4 separate regions of the Mus musculus genome follow, and regions 1, 2 and 3 are each linked to region 4. Evidence: chromatin contacts called from public HiCAR-type, HiChIP or PLAC-seq and promoter capture Hi-C data. All regions are on one chromosome and are shown on one strand. Each heading gives the region's core, a stretch centred on a gene start, on an enhancer-like site or on the middle of the called end of the contact. The rest is flanking DNA. Distances are from core to core; before and after follow the strand shown.

Evidence for each region. Promoter capture Hi-C pulls out the DNA fragments that hold promoters and counts their contacts. HiCAR-type assays count read pairs that join an accessible place to other places. HiChIP or PLAC-seq counts read pairs in DNA pulled down with a chosen protein or histone mark.
Region 1: a contact with region 4 is called in an H3K4me3 HiChIP or PLAC-seq map of the SCID.adh cell line, with 11 read pairs. The contact joins the enhancer-like site here to the promoter of Mcm6 in region 4. A contact is called at or near these places in 3 of 39 promoter capture datasets (the C10 cell line, cranial neural crest and pre-B cells), 2 of 484 Hi-C or Micro-C datasets (the AML12 cell line and the HPC-7 cell line), 7 of 115 datasets of contacts at active chromatin or transcription factors (the SCID.adh cell line, acute myeloid leukemia, bone marrow-derived macrophages and 4 more) and 1 of 9 other capture datasets (liver).
Region 2: a promoter capture Hi-C map of neutrophils shows a contact between it and region 4, with 7 times the contacts expected there. The contact joins the enhancer-like site here to the promoter of Mcm6 in region 4. A contact is called at or near these places in 5 of 39 promoter capture datasets (the C10 cell line, the HPC-7 cell line, cranial neural crest and 2 more), 2 of 484 Hi-C or Micro-C datasets (the G1E-ER4 cell line and nephron progenitors) and 4 of 115 datasets of contacts at active chromatin or transcription factors (astrocytes, bone marrow-derived macrophages, embryonic midbrain and 1 more).
Region 3: a HiCAR-type map of Th17 cells shows a contact between it and region 4, with 2.5 times the contacts expected there. The contact joins the enhancer-like site here to the promoter of Mcm6 in region 4. A contact is called at or near these places in 13 of 39 promoter capture datasets (the C10 cell line, HPC-7-derived erythroid cells, cranial neural crest and 8 more), 2 of 484 Hi-C or Micro-C datasets (the HPC-7 cell line and myeloid progenitors) and 9 of 115 datasets of contacts at active chromatin or transcription factors (Th17 cells, acute myeloid leukemia, astrocytes and 5 more).

What each region holds. Positions count from the first base shown.
Region 1 is chr1:128,667,946-128,671,052 of GRCm38.p6, forward strand. No RefSeq gene overlaps it. Among named protein-coding and RNA genes, the nearest start is that of Cxcr4, 77 kb to the left of the region's middle. Within about 2 kb of position 1,471, at least 14 of the 459 cell types and tissues checked have an H3K27ac peak or open chromatin away from gene starts, as enhancers often do. A contact at or near this core is called in the SCID.adh cell line, where this site is marked.
Region 2 is chr1:128,640,960-128,644,109 of GRCm38.p6, forward strand. No RefSeq gene overlaps it. Among named protein-coding and RNA genes, the nearest start is that of Cxcr4, 50 kb to the left of the region's middle. Within about 2 kb of position 1,447, at least 25 of the 459 cell types and tissues checked have an H3K27ac peak or open chromatin away from gene starts, as enhancers often do. A contact at or near this core is called in neutrophils, where this site is marked.
Region 3 is chr1:128,703,560-128,707,087 of GRCm38.p6, forward strand. No RefSeq gene overlaps it. Among named protein-coding and RNA genes, the nearest start is that of Cxcr4, 110 kb to the left of the region's middle. Within about 2 kb of position 1,767, at least 117 of the 459 cell types and tissues checked have an H3K27ac peak or open chromatin away from gene starts, as enhancers often do. A contact at or near this core is called in the HPC-7 cell line, Th17 cells, acute myeloid leukemia and 6 more, where this site is marked.
Region 4 is chr1:128,357,987-128,361,001 of GRCm38.p6, forward strand. It overlaps Mcm6 (minichromosome maintenance complex component 6), which reads right to left and starts at 1,719. Exons shown (of 17, transcript NM_008567.2): 1 at 1,473-1,719. The coding sequence starts at 1,579.

The DNA.
Region 1 (3,107 bases), core at 221-2,720, 310 kb after region 4:
CAATTGCTAAGCTATTCCCCAAGTTCCAATTTTCATCTTAAAATTGTAAAATTTCACGAGCAATTACATTCTGACCATTAGTACCCAGTGTCACAGTTAAGTGATTCCATCTTGCTGGCAAGGAACATTTTAACACTTAGGTCAGACAACAGCTTTTCAATGATGAACTTAAATAGTCTCTTTCCTGGTACTTTGCACATTTGTTCTTTGGCCAAATTAATGGCAACAGTAATGTCTGAGATTTATTGGGCGTTTGCCGTGTACCTGACCCTGTTCTAAGTACTTAACAAGTATAAATTCATTTAATCTTGTACAACCTGATGAGGCTGGCAGTACTATTATTCCCAGCTACAGTTGAAATAGAGGGTCTGAATGGCTCTGGGGTTCTGTAGCCAGGGACTATGACATTGGGGCTTAAACCCTTGTATCAGCGACCTGTCCAGTGGCTGTGATCAAATATCTGATAACAGTACCTTTGAAAAGGAAGGCTTTCTTTAGCTCACACTGGGAAGGAAATCTCAGTCGCAGGAGCGAGCAGCTGGCCACATGGCGTCCCCAGTCAAGAGGAGAGAGAAAATTCTGTGCTCATCTCTGGTGGTCCCTTCACCCTCCTCACTCTGTAATGTGTATGTGGTTTACACATGCATGCATGTGACAATGTAGGCTCCAGGCGATGTCAGGTGTCTTCCCATTTGCTCTCTGCCTTTACTTTTTGAGGCAGGTCTTTTCTGCACTGAACCTGAAGCTCCAGCTTCTGTTAGCCTGGCTGGCCAATGAACCTCTGTTCTCCAAGTGGGAGAGATGCGCTCAACCACACTGCAGCTTTTACAGGGGCGCTGAGGGTGTAAACGAGTTTCTTTATGCGCGGGTGGCAAGCCCTTTTCCCAATGAGCCATCATCCTAGTCCCTTGCCTCTGTATTCAGTCCAGGACAGCAGCCACATAGATTGGTACTGCCCACATTTAGTCTGGGTCTTTCCATCGCAGTTAACTTAATCTAGAACACCCCCTCACAGAGTGCCCAGAGTCTTATCTTCAAGGTAGTTCTGGATTCTGTCAAGTTGACAATATTAAACACCACAGCCCAGAAGATAAGCAAGGTTTGTCTGCTGCAATGAAATCTTATGAAGATGGCTTCTGTATGCCTTCCTTGGGGAAGCCTGAGGCCCAGGCAGGCCCCCCAAGTGGAGAAGCTAAGCATCCCAGAATCAGGTCTGGAACAGGGCAAGAATGAAGTCTGGGATGGAATAGGCCTGCACTGGTGCTCTGATCCCTGCAGGGAAAAACTCTTAGAGGCAGTACAATCTTTCCAGTTCTCCCTAAGAGCAGCCCAGACAGGCCTGGTGGAAAGTGAGAATTCTCCTGTGCAAGCAACCTCAAGCACAGACAAGCAGCCTCACTACAGTGGCCATGCTGGGCTCCCAGCAGGCCTCATTTAAACAGGCTGGCTGGTAGTAGCTGGAGCTGGCTCAGTGGATTGTGGGGGCATCCAGGGATGCTGGGAGGGCAGGTGTCCACTTCCGAGTGTTCAGTCAAGTGGATCCAAGGACCCAGACTGATATGAATGGAAAGCCCGGGTGTTCACTTTCAATAAAGCCAACTGTCAATTACTGGAACATTGCTGACTGGCTGTCCCAGACTCATCAATTCAAATGAGCAGAGGGAGAAAGTGGCAGGGTGTGAATCCCAGTCAGAGCTGGCTCTCTTTTGAGCAGCAGGCAGAGTCAGGGAAAGGATCGGAGAAAGCAGATATTTTCTTCAGAGTGGCCCTTCTAGGAGCTGGCCAGGACACAAGGGGGTTTGGGGGAAGGAGGTGGGAGTCGGGAACCATATTATCTGACCTTAAGTTCTTGGAGATCACATTCTACTGCCCCTTGTTACAGTCACAGAGGAGTAGTTGAAAGCCAGCGATATTAAGGGATTTATCCAAGGGCATATAGTGTCTGTCTCCACTGATCCTCCTGATCTAAGTTCGGCTTCCCTCTTTGTTTGTTCGTTTTGTTTTCTTTTTCCCCCACTGCCTGGCTGTTTCTCTGGTTCACTGCTTTGAGATTCATGATACACACGAGTCTGCCTGCAAGATGTCTCCAACAGCCATGGAGGTAAACTACTCACACAACCTTGGTGTCCTGTGAAGAAGCTAAAGGTTTTTCTGAAGCACAGGAAAGGGGAAAGCTTGTACAGACTGCGGCACCAATACCAGGCCACTCTTACAAGGACAGAGTGACAGGTCGAAAATTGTCAGTCTTTCATCTTACCCTCTGCACCTATGAACTGTTGAGGGGGCTTTAGCTTGGATATTTACCATGCCAAGGCCTCTTCTGGGTCCGGGGATGTGTCTTCGTTGGCAGACATGTGCCTAGCATTCACAAAGCCTTGACTTCTGTCCCTAGCACATGAACTGACTGTAGTAGCCCACATGATAACCCTGCCCCTGGGAGATGGAAGCAGGTGGATCAGAACTTGAAGACCATCCATCATCAGCTGCAGAGTGAGTCTGGGACTAACCTGGGAAAACAAAAAACAAATAAAACAAAAAAAACCCCGCAAACCTACCCAACCTTCTTCTGGGCTTTTTGTTAGCATCAACAAGAGGTGACTCTGGGTGATACAGAGCAAAATTTGAGGTCCCTTCTTATGCGTCTGCAGCAAGCCCTCTCAGCCACTGAGTCATCCTGATAGCCTCTGAGGGTTAGTTTGAATTTAGCGGATCACAGCCAGTTCTGCAAAATCACTCATTTCATTTTCCATTCTGTTCTGAAGTAGAACCAGGGACTTTAGGATTAGACAGAAGAATCTTCCAACCTTTTCTTTATACCTAAGACGTAAAGGCTGTCTGGTCTTATGGAGGAAGAAGTGTGACTTGCTCAAGGTCAGCCCACCTTCCTCACTTTGTAAAGTCAGGGTGTGGAAAGAACCACTCTGAAATCCTTCATCAGCCCCACGGCACCACAGAAATGCTGACTGGGTAAATACTGAACCCCCATAGCAAGATTTGTATCTCTTGGTGGCCTTCCTTAGACAATGCTCAAGGAGATTTTAATGACCTGCCTACCAGACCAGTCTGAAGCATTTATTTACTGGAAGGCCAAGGTGCTCAGACTATAA
Region 2 (3,150 bases), core at 197-2,696, 280 kb after region 4:
AACTAATGTCAAACTGTGCTGGAGACTAGAGATCGGATTGAACAAAATAGATAAGCTAGTTGGTCTATCCCACATTGATTGTTATGTAAGTGTGGTCTTGAGCCTGTGTAGCTGAGGCCAACTTTGAACTTCTGATCCTCCTGCCGCCATTTCTGCAGTGCTGTGCTACTGCTACACCTGGTTTTTGCAGTTCTGGGAATCAAGCTTTTACTCTGCACATAGTAGGAAAGTATTCTACTAACTGAGCCAGATCCCCAACCTGGCCTTTACTGAGAGTCAATTAAATATCACGTGACTAGAGTATTTAAATTGTCCACCTCGGTATTGCCTACTATACCACAGGGCAGTGCTATGAGCAACAGTAAGCAGGGTATATGGTTTGTTCCTTCTTGAAACGTAACTCTCTGCCTCAGTTTCCTTGTCTGTAAAACCAGCACTTTTTTTTTTTTGAGACAACGTTTCACATGGCCCTCCTCTGACTCCTGAGTCCTGGGATTACCAACGTGCACCCTACACCTGGTCTGTGTAGTGCTGAAGGTCAAATTCAGGGCTTCATATATGTTAGACAAGCACCCCAACCAACTCTTGAGCCCCAAATCTCAGACTCTTGACAGTCTTCTAAGAAAAGCAGTTCAAATTTTGGATTTTTAAAAAATACTTATACACACATATTAATTATCTTGGAGATAGAACCCACCCACAACTAAAGAAGGAAATTACCTTCTGTTTTTCATATACATATGTGTGTGTGCGTGTGTGCGTGTGTGCATGTGTGTGTGTGTTCAAGTATCATCACTGTTGCTGTGATAAAACACTCTGACCAAAAGCAACTTAGGGAAAAAAGGATTTCTTTTGGCTTTTCACAGACCATCATTGAGGGAAGGCAGGGCAGGCACTCAAGCAATGGAGGGCTGACACTTTCTGGTTTACCCAAGGTCATGCTAGCACTATTATATGGACCAAAGACCACTCAGCAAAGAGTGTTCCCCAGAGTGGGCTGGGCCCTTCTGCATCAGCTCTCAAGGCAGTCCCTCACAGACATGGCCACGGTCAATCTGGGCAATCCATCCACTGAGACTCCCTTTTCAGGTGACTGTAGACTGTGTTAGGTTGCCAGTTAAAGCTAAGACGGTAATCACCCTGGGCCTCAGCTGCCACCTATTATGGAGATTTCAATCTTCCTTCTCCACACCTGGTCTCAGTGTGAAGATGTTGCAAATTAAATCCCAGTTAAACTAATTCTAGCTTTCTTCTTCACCTGACAGTCTGGTCAGACCTGGCTCATTCTGTCTTCCTGAGCATCCTGGGTCCTCTCACTATCCCTGACTGCTGTCTTCTTGGGGGCCAGTACTCCCTGTGTGAGCAATTGCAGATATGAACAGCAGCAGGCAGGAGGGTGATTCTGTAATTAGTGCTGTGTTGCAATGGGTAGCTGTGAGTCCCCTACAGTGGAGAAGTAGGAGCAATGCAAGAGGACTCTCTGGCCGAGGCTACCCTTTGCCTGATTTGGTAACTTTGCAGAAGAGGTAAAGTGAATTACATAATTCCTGTTGCCAAGATGAGGAAGAGGGAGACAAAGATGAACTCTCGCCATCAGGGTAGCACTTCTTGGAGAAACATCCCTGTACTGGGTTATGCCCACCATGCCAACAGAGAAAGGACCAAAGATGACTGTCCAAAGTCCAGAACAAATACACTGGGATGGGGTGGCCACAGAGCAAGGTGGGAAGGCAGCCCAGATCAGAGCGTGAAAAGCATGTATTAGGGGTACAAAGGAATTAAAGTATGTGCAAGGGGTGTGCCACAGTCTCTCTCTGAGAGAGAGAGAGAGAGAGAGAGAGAGAGAGAGAGAGAGAGAGAGAGAGAGAGAATACCTGTGTATGTCCACAAGTATGCAGGTAGAGGTCAGAGGACAACCTCAAGTTCAAGTGTCCTTCCTCAGGAGCCTTGCATCTTGTTTGTTTTCCTCGGATGGCTTTTCTCAGTGTCTTGGAACTAGCTAAGTAGCCTAGACTGACTGCCTGCCCCTTGAATCTACCTGTCTGTGCAGTCAGCTCTGGGATTTCGAGTGTGCCCTATGGTGCTTGCCATTTGCACGGTTCTGGGGATGGAACGTGGGTCTTCAATACGTGCAAGGCCAGCCTTTATTGCCTTTACTGTCTCTCCATACCAGATTTTTAATATGAGCATCACTTAGCTGAATCTGACCTGGAGTCAGAGGCACAGGCCATATGGTTTCCCTGACCCTTAAAAGTCACCGAGCTGGGAAGTGATTTATTGTTGAAGATCACTGTCCACACAGGCATCTCCTGGATGGCTCGCCTCGTTGTTTCTTTAATAAGGGAAAGGAGGGGAGCAGAAGAGGAGCCAAGGGCTTACATTGACTTGTTCTAACAGACTTGCCTTGTTTGGAAGGAGGAAAACGGGGAAAGGTTTTCAGTTCTCAGGGGGGTTTTCCTGGCCTGCAGCTCAGCATGTTGTGAGGGAGGGAGTGAGGGAGGGAGAGCTGGGAACTTGAAGAGGAAGAAAGGGTCATGAACTTCAAATGCCTAACTTGGCATTTGCACAGACTGTTTAAAGAGAGAACAGTTCATAAATGGTAAATCATCCCAGAGCCTGGGGAAAGGGGGCCCGGCATGTTTGCATGAATAGGTGACATGAAAGAGAGGCACCGATAGCAGCTGACAATGGTTTCAACAGGAGCTGGAGTCCAGAGAGAGATTCCTTTGCTGAGGAGCTGCCCCGTGTAACAGTGAGTGTCACAGGAAGGCTGCAAGGCTTAGCTGGGAAGTCCCTGCAGCCAGTCAGCCTTGTGAGTTCGCTGGTCAGTGGAGAGTCTGTCTTCTCTATGACCCCAGGATCCCCAGCAATAGTTATTTCAGCAGATTGCAAGCAGAGTTGCTTACCTCTGTATTATCTGAAGATGTTATCTGGAAGGATTTGCAATCAGAACATTGCCCCAACGTCTGTCTTTCTGATCTGCTTCTGTTTGGGGTATAAAACCTGTTGTGTGGTGTTAAGAACACTTGGTACTCTTTTAGGATTGTCAGGCTCCGTGAAAGCAGACACCCGGACATCTAAAAGCCTCCCTTAAAGGGTCCTGCACTACCTCTTGGTAATGGTAATCTACAGGGACCTGCCAGGTCACTG
Region 3 (3,528 bases), core at 517-3,016, 350 kb after region 4:
ATGTCTGTATGTGTATGTGTGTGTATGTGTATGTGTGTGTGTGTGTATGGTATTGTTTGTGTGAATACAAATCAGAAGAGAGTCTCCAGTACCTCTTTACCCTCCATCTTGTTTAAATAGGGTCTCTTGTTCACTGCTTCATTCATCGGGCTAACTGACTTCTGACCTGGGGTTATCTTGTTTTCATCTCCCATCTTGCCATGGAAACCCTGGGCTTGCAAACACACATCATCTCACCTGGGTTTTGTGGGGGACCTGTGGTTTTGTCCTCACATCCACATGCTTGCATAGCAAATGCTTTGTCCACAGAGCATCTTCCCAGATCTCACTTTATATTTATTATTATTATTATTTTATGTTCTTGGTGACTGCTTTTGCATGATCTCTCTATGGCCATTCAGGGGCCACAGAAGTCTTGCTCAGGAAGAAAGGGCAGTGCCCTCACATCTCTGGTAACTTTTGAACATCTGGACTCGGAGAGACACTTCAGTGGTAGAGTTTTCCTGAGCCACAACTTTCCAGATAACTTACACTTTCCTGTTTGTATTTTGTAACATTGCTGGAAGCACCTGTTGGAATGGAAGGTCGGGTGTATCCTGAGCACTGCTTTGGGTCTTTGAAACATTTCAGGAGATGGTTAGGAGTTGAGGTCATAATCTTAGTACTTGCTAGCGTGCTAACCCTCTTGGTTGAACTCTGCATTCCAGAGGAGGAAAGATCCAGAGGGATAGGGAGCTTGTGTTAAGGTTTCAGAGTGACGGCAGCAGTAGGCTGCTCCCGGGACAATGTAACAACAGCAAAGGCCTCCTGAATGCCTCATAGAGACTGGAGACTTGCCCCTTTGTTTACTAAATTTCAACAACTTGTATTGCAAGAGACACACTCTCAGCTGAAGGAGCAGGAGGCATCATTGCTCTCAGCAGCTCAAGAGCATGGTTTGGTGTCTGTCAGGTTGGACCCAAGGGTATAATTGCATCATATGAGATAAGCTCTTCTTTCTGCTCTGTAGGAACCATGTGGCTTTCCTTTGTGTGGGTTTTCATTCTCTAGCAGGTGGGAGCTACATAGCAACTGCATCCCACAGGTGTAAATCATGGAATTTGAAATTCCAGTAGAGACAACTTAGCATCCTTATAGTGGGAACCCCAGGACTCATGTTCAGGAGTTCAAAGATGGCGACCCCCATCAGTCATTGACCAAAAGTAGGGAAGCTCTCTGTTAACTTCAGGAATCCCTTGGACCAGCTGGGTGGAGAGTGAGAGTGGAGGAGAGGCAGGACTCTGGGAGAAGGGAGCATCTGAGCAAGGAGGTGGCTGGAGGGTTGGTTTTTATTTTTGGTTGTTGTAGCAGCATAGATCCAGGGCTGATCGACAGTAGCATCCAGCCTTCTGCCTGTACAGGCTGCTCTTAGATCCTAGAAACATAACATCTGATATTTCAGGGGTGGGAGTATCAAGAATGGTACTATCTTGACCATTTCTGAGGATCTGGCCTCAGTCACTCTTCTCTGTTTTGGTTACACTCCTACATCTGGCTGTGCCAGGGCATCTAGCCAAGCATATCTCAGAGAAATATCTACATTGTTGGTGGCATGATTGTGACTTCCTGTCTTCCAATTTAGAATCTTTTTTTCTGCCTTGCTTTTTACTGTCTGGGTCATTTGATATTATATCTGGTGCTTCCTGTTTTGAAAGCCTCCGACTCTAGTCATCAGACTGTAGAAACCCCGGGGTCAACTTCTTCCTACTGATGCAGACTTTAGTCACTTGCTTTGGAGGACTAATTGTGATTTGCGTAATGAAAGCTGTCAGGTGTCTGCTGCTTTTCTCAGCCCCAGACACTTCCCTATTTATAAGTGTTTGTTTTTCAGACACTGGGACTTTCTCCCCTGGTGTGTATAGAGGAGGACTCTTAGTTACCATCCTCCCCACTCCCCAACTAACACTGCAGGAGTGCTTCTGTGTTCTTGGGAACAAGAACTCTTGGTTCCTTGGACCTGCTTCTCAGGACCAGGTGGATGCAGGCACGAGGGACTCAGCCAGTCGTCAACATTGTACCTGCCTCCTTTTCCAGACTCTGGTGTGTGTGTGTGTATGTGTGTGTGTGTGTGTGTGTGTGTGTGTGTGTGTGTGTGTGTGTGTGTGTGTGTTGTCCCCATTCTTTTCTTTCCACTTCAGAGTGGTCAGATTCAATTCAGTAGTACATCAGGCCTGCTAGTGTAAAGTAGCTAAGTTCATGTTTGCTTTATTCAACAAAGAAAGAGGACTATTTTCTCTCTAAAGTTTTGCTTCATTCAGCCTTCCCTTACATAGAACAGGTTGACATCAAAAGAGACAAGGCCTCATCGTCTCAGGAACAGGATGGTGGTGAGCTTGGCCTGGATAGCTTGTCCTCCAAGGAGAGAAACTTAGCTGTCTTGAGCTGGGACACGCTTACTTTATTTCTTGTTCTTTCTTTTGTTCCTCTCCTTCTTCTCTCCCTCCTTTCCTCCTCCCCTTCTTTCCTTCTTTCTTTCCTCCCTCTCTTCTTCCCTTCCTCCCCGTCCCTCCCTATTTGTGTGTGTGTGTGTGTGTGTGTGTGTGTGTGTGTGTGTGTGTGTGTTTGCAGGCCAGAGGACAACTTTGGGTCAGGAACAGGGTCCGTCTCCTTTGAGACAAGTTCTCTCACTGACCTGGAGCTCAGCAAGTAGACTAGGCTGGAGATTTTCCTGTCTCTCCCTCCTCAGTGTTTAGATGATAAGCAGGTACCAGCACCCCTGGGTATTTTCATGTGGGTTCTGGGGATTGCCCTGAGGTCTGCATGCTTGTAAAGCCAACACTTTGCTGATATGACTGTCTCCTAGCCTTTTACCTTGTTCCTTTTGTGGTGATAGTTGAGGGCAGACCCAGAGCGTTTTCTAAGATAATGAAGGCCAGAGCAAGGGAGGGATATGTGTTTATTTTAAAATGGCAGCAGCTTTGGGGAGAACATCTAGAAACATCAAAGCAGGCCCTGGAGACCAACATCTTGCTCCTTTTCTTCACGATGCCTTTGATGGGCAGGATGGCCTGGAGAAATGGAAGTATCCAGAGGGTGAGCTCCATGGTGTCACCTCTCAGGAGTTTGGTTCCTCGGGGAACCATCCATTGCTAGGCTCTCCAGAGCCAGAGAAGTTGGAGGCTACACTCTCTTCCCTCTCCTTTGCCCTCAGATTGAGAGACCTCAGACTGAGCCTTCAGTGTTTCAGCTAAACCTGGTCCAAGAGTGAGATAAATCCCTTTATCTCTGGATTCTCTCTTCATCCATCTTCCACTGGGTGATGAAGAAAGAGAGAAGGCATGCTTTCGTCCCGTCACATAAATCTACCTCTCCGAGCAGATGAGAGACATGTATACTCAACACCTCGCTTGAATGAGCTCAACCCATTACAGTCCTCAGCCCAAAGCAAGGGCCCACACCACCCACTGAGACACAATATTGTTTTGTGTTATGACTTAAAACAAGTAAAAGCCAATAAAAATCCCAACTCCCCCTTGTTTCTGTGTGGTG
Region 4 (3,015 bases), core at 469-2,968:
CTGAATGGTCTAAAGTAGTGGTTCTCGACCTTAACGCTGAGACCCTTTAATACAGTTCCTCATGTGTGATGACCCCAACCATAAAACCATCTCATTGCTACTTCATAACTAATTTTGCTGTTATGGACCATACTGTGCATATGGATCTGGTATGTGCCCCAAGGGATCCTGATCTACATGTTGAGAACTGCTGGTTTACACAGACTTTAATCAAAAGGAGACTTGGGTTTTGAAGGACAAGCAGCTGTACCGACTGCCAAAAACATTACAAAGGTTGGAACATAGAATTTAAATTCCAGAGGGTTATTTTTGTTTGTTTTGTTTTTCAGCACCAGACTTTCTATGTAGCCCTGAGCTCTGTCCTGGAACTCACTTTGTAGACCAGGCTGGCCTTGAACTCATAGGATCCGTCTACCGCTGGCTTGTGCCCAACACTGGCCTGCTTACAGTTTTAAGTATAGCAGAACTTCAAAAGATAGCTGTAGAGCCAAAAGGACGACTAGATCAGCAATATGTGGTAACCAGTATACGCGTGCCATGTCATTTTATTCTGCCTTAAAAGGCAAACCCTTGATTACAATAAGCTGCATGTCTAGCAAAATTAGCCACACACACTTATCGGAGGCACCTATAGTGATCCAGTTCAATGTTAGAAGTGTGGCAGGTGTCAGGAGGCTAGGAGAGTTAGAGAGGCTCTAACTATTTAGTAGGTAGAGTTGGAAGAGTTTCAAACAGGGATCATTGTACAAGTTGAATGCACCTCAAGATGCTTGTTGTACACTCCCAAAAGGTCAAAACTCTTAAGTTTTTGTTATATACTGACATAATCTTTAAAAAGAAAAAGAAAAGAATTGTTTACTATTGGAGGCGGAAGAGTAAGGAGCACACTGGTATGTGGTTGCTGCTAGGTGCTAGAAGCGGAGGGAGGGATGGGAAGGAGGCAGCTAGATGTCTAGAACAATTCTTTCATTATATAGGGCAGAACTCATTTCACTGAACAGTCATCAAGCCATAGATTCCTGTTAGAACGAGCTGGCCCAGGTTTGCTTGCATTGCAAGCTCCTGGTTCTGGGCTGTGTGCCCAACCCTACTCAAGAGGTAACGCCCCCCCCCCCCCCCCCCACCTCCCAAAAAACCAAACTCTGGCCTCACTGGGTTGCGACGTGAGTCCTGCTGGGATTCATTCCCAGCATCGCCCCAACTAGTCATGGCGGTGCACATCTGTCATTCCAGCACAAGCTAAGCGGAGGCTGGAGGATTACAAGTTCAAAATCATCTTTGGCTACACAGCGAGTTCGAAACCCTGTTTTAGAAACGTAATGAAAAAGCAGCACAGTATGACACAAGGGAGCGCTGCGGTGAAGAAAGGAGTCGAGGAGGCTTCGGATTCCCGCCGGGCCGGGGCCCATCCCTTCCGGAGCACACATGGCCCCGGTCTCCGCCCGGCCCGCGAGCCCCCGGAGGCCACTCACTCTTCCAGGAAGTCTAGGAACAGCTTCTGGCATTTCTCGGCCACCTCGTCGCGCACCTCCGGGTGCTGGCTTCCGGCGCCGGGCTCCGCGGCCGCTGCGAGGTCCATGGCGGCGCCGAGAGTACGCGCTGCTGAGGGAAGACCACCGCGGAGGAGAGTCCGCAGCTGCAGATAGCCCGGCCGCAGGTTCCACGCGTAGCTCCTTCCGCGCTGCCACTTCGCGCGCGCCTCCGGCTAGCCCCGCCCTCTCACCTCAGCCAATAACAGGGTAGGAGCTGAGCTACTTCGCGCCAAACCCGTCCAATCAATGGCGGTTCCGTACAGAGCCCCGCCCACCGCACGCACTTTTCGCGCCAAAAGCATACGCCATGAAGCTTTTGCCCATGCGCAATGTAGTCGCACCCACCCTCTGGTTGTTTTGGCTTGAGGAGCTAACCCCTCCCTCTCTCCCTTTACCCCCAGAGTTTATGTATAGACTTTTTTGGGTTTTTTTGTTTTGTTTTTGGTCACTCAGGGTTAAACCTACTGTGAATTGTGCATCTGGAGGAAGTAAGGTATGAGCAAACCAAACTACAGGAGAGAGCCCCTTAAAAGTCAGGTGGAGGACAGGAGCAAAGGCTTAGAGAGTAACTCATTCCGCAGCGGACCCAAGCTTGTTTCTTAGCAGCTACATGAGACAGTCACCACCTTTAACTCCAGCTTAGCGACTTTGATACCCTCTTCTGACTTCTAAGAACACATGTGCATACACATACACTTAAAAAGACAGAGATAGATATATTCTGACAATCTGCATACCATTTGACTTTCTTTTCTTTTTTAAACTGAGAGGGTCTCACATAGCCCAGGCTGGCCTTGAATTCTGGGTTCACGTGGTGCTGGGACTGAACCTAAAGCCTTCTGAGTGTAGAACAAGGACTACCTTGCTAGTAAATGATCCACATTGCCAGTCCCTCCTCGACTTTGATAGCTTAGTGCTGATAACTTGTTTCACCACCAGCACTTTTATCCTGGGCTTCCAGGACACAGTAAACCTGGACCAGAATAAATAAGTCACTTTTTCGAGGCTTACTGGATGTTAAAAATTTAATGCCAGGCAGAGTATATAAAATTAATACTTTTATAATCTATTAGGAAATATACTATAGAGATCTGCAATTGAAGGTGTTGAAGACTTGAAGCCTCAAATCCCTCCCTCCTTTGCCAACTCCAAATGTAGCCTTCACTGAGTGAGAATCCTGGGGCTTTCTAGAGAAACAAAACTGATAAAGACACACACACAGGATTTACTAAGTTTAGCATACAGGCTGTTGTCTGGCTAGCTCAACAGTGGCTGTCTTCCAATAAAAACGCCAAGCAGATGGTGGTTCAGCCCACAAGGCTGGATGTCTTAGCAGGTTTTCATTAAATGTTGGGAGTCCTGAAGAAACAGGTTCTAATACATTAATTGCTGCCTCAGCAGCAGGATGATAGATGGACTTGCCAGTGAGAGTGAGGACAGGCAGGCAAACGCACAAAAGGCTTCCTTCTGTGTCATTTTAGGT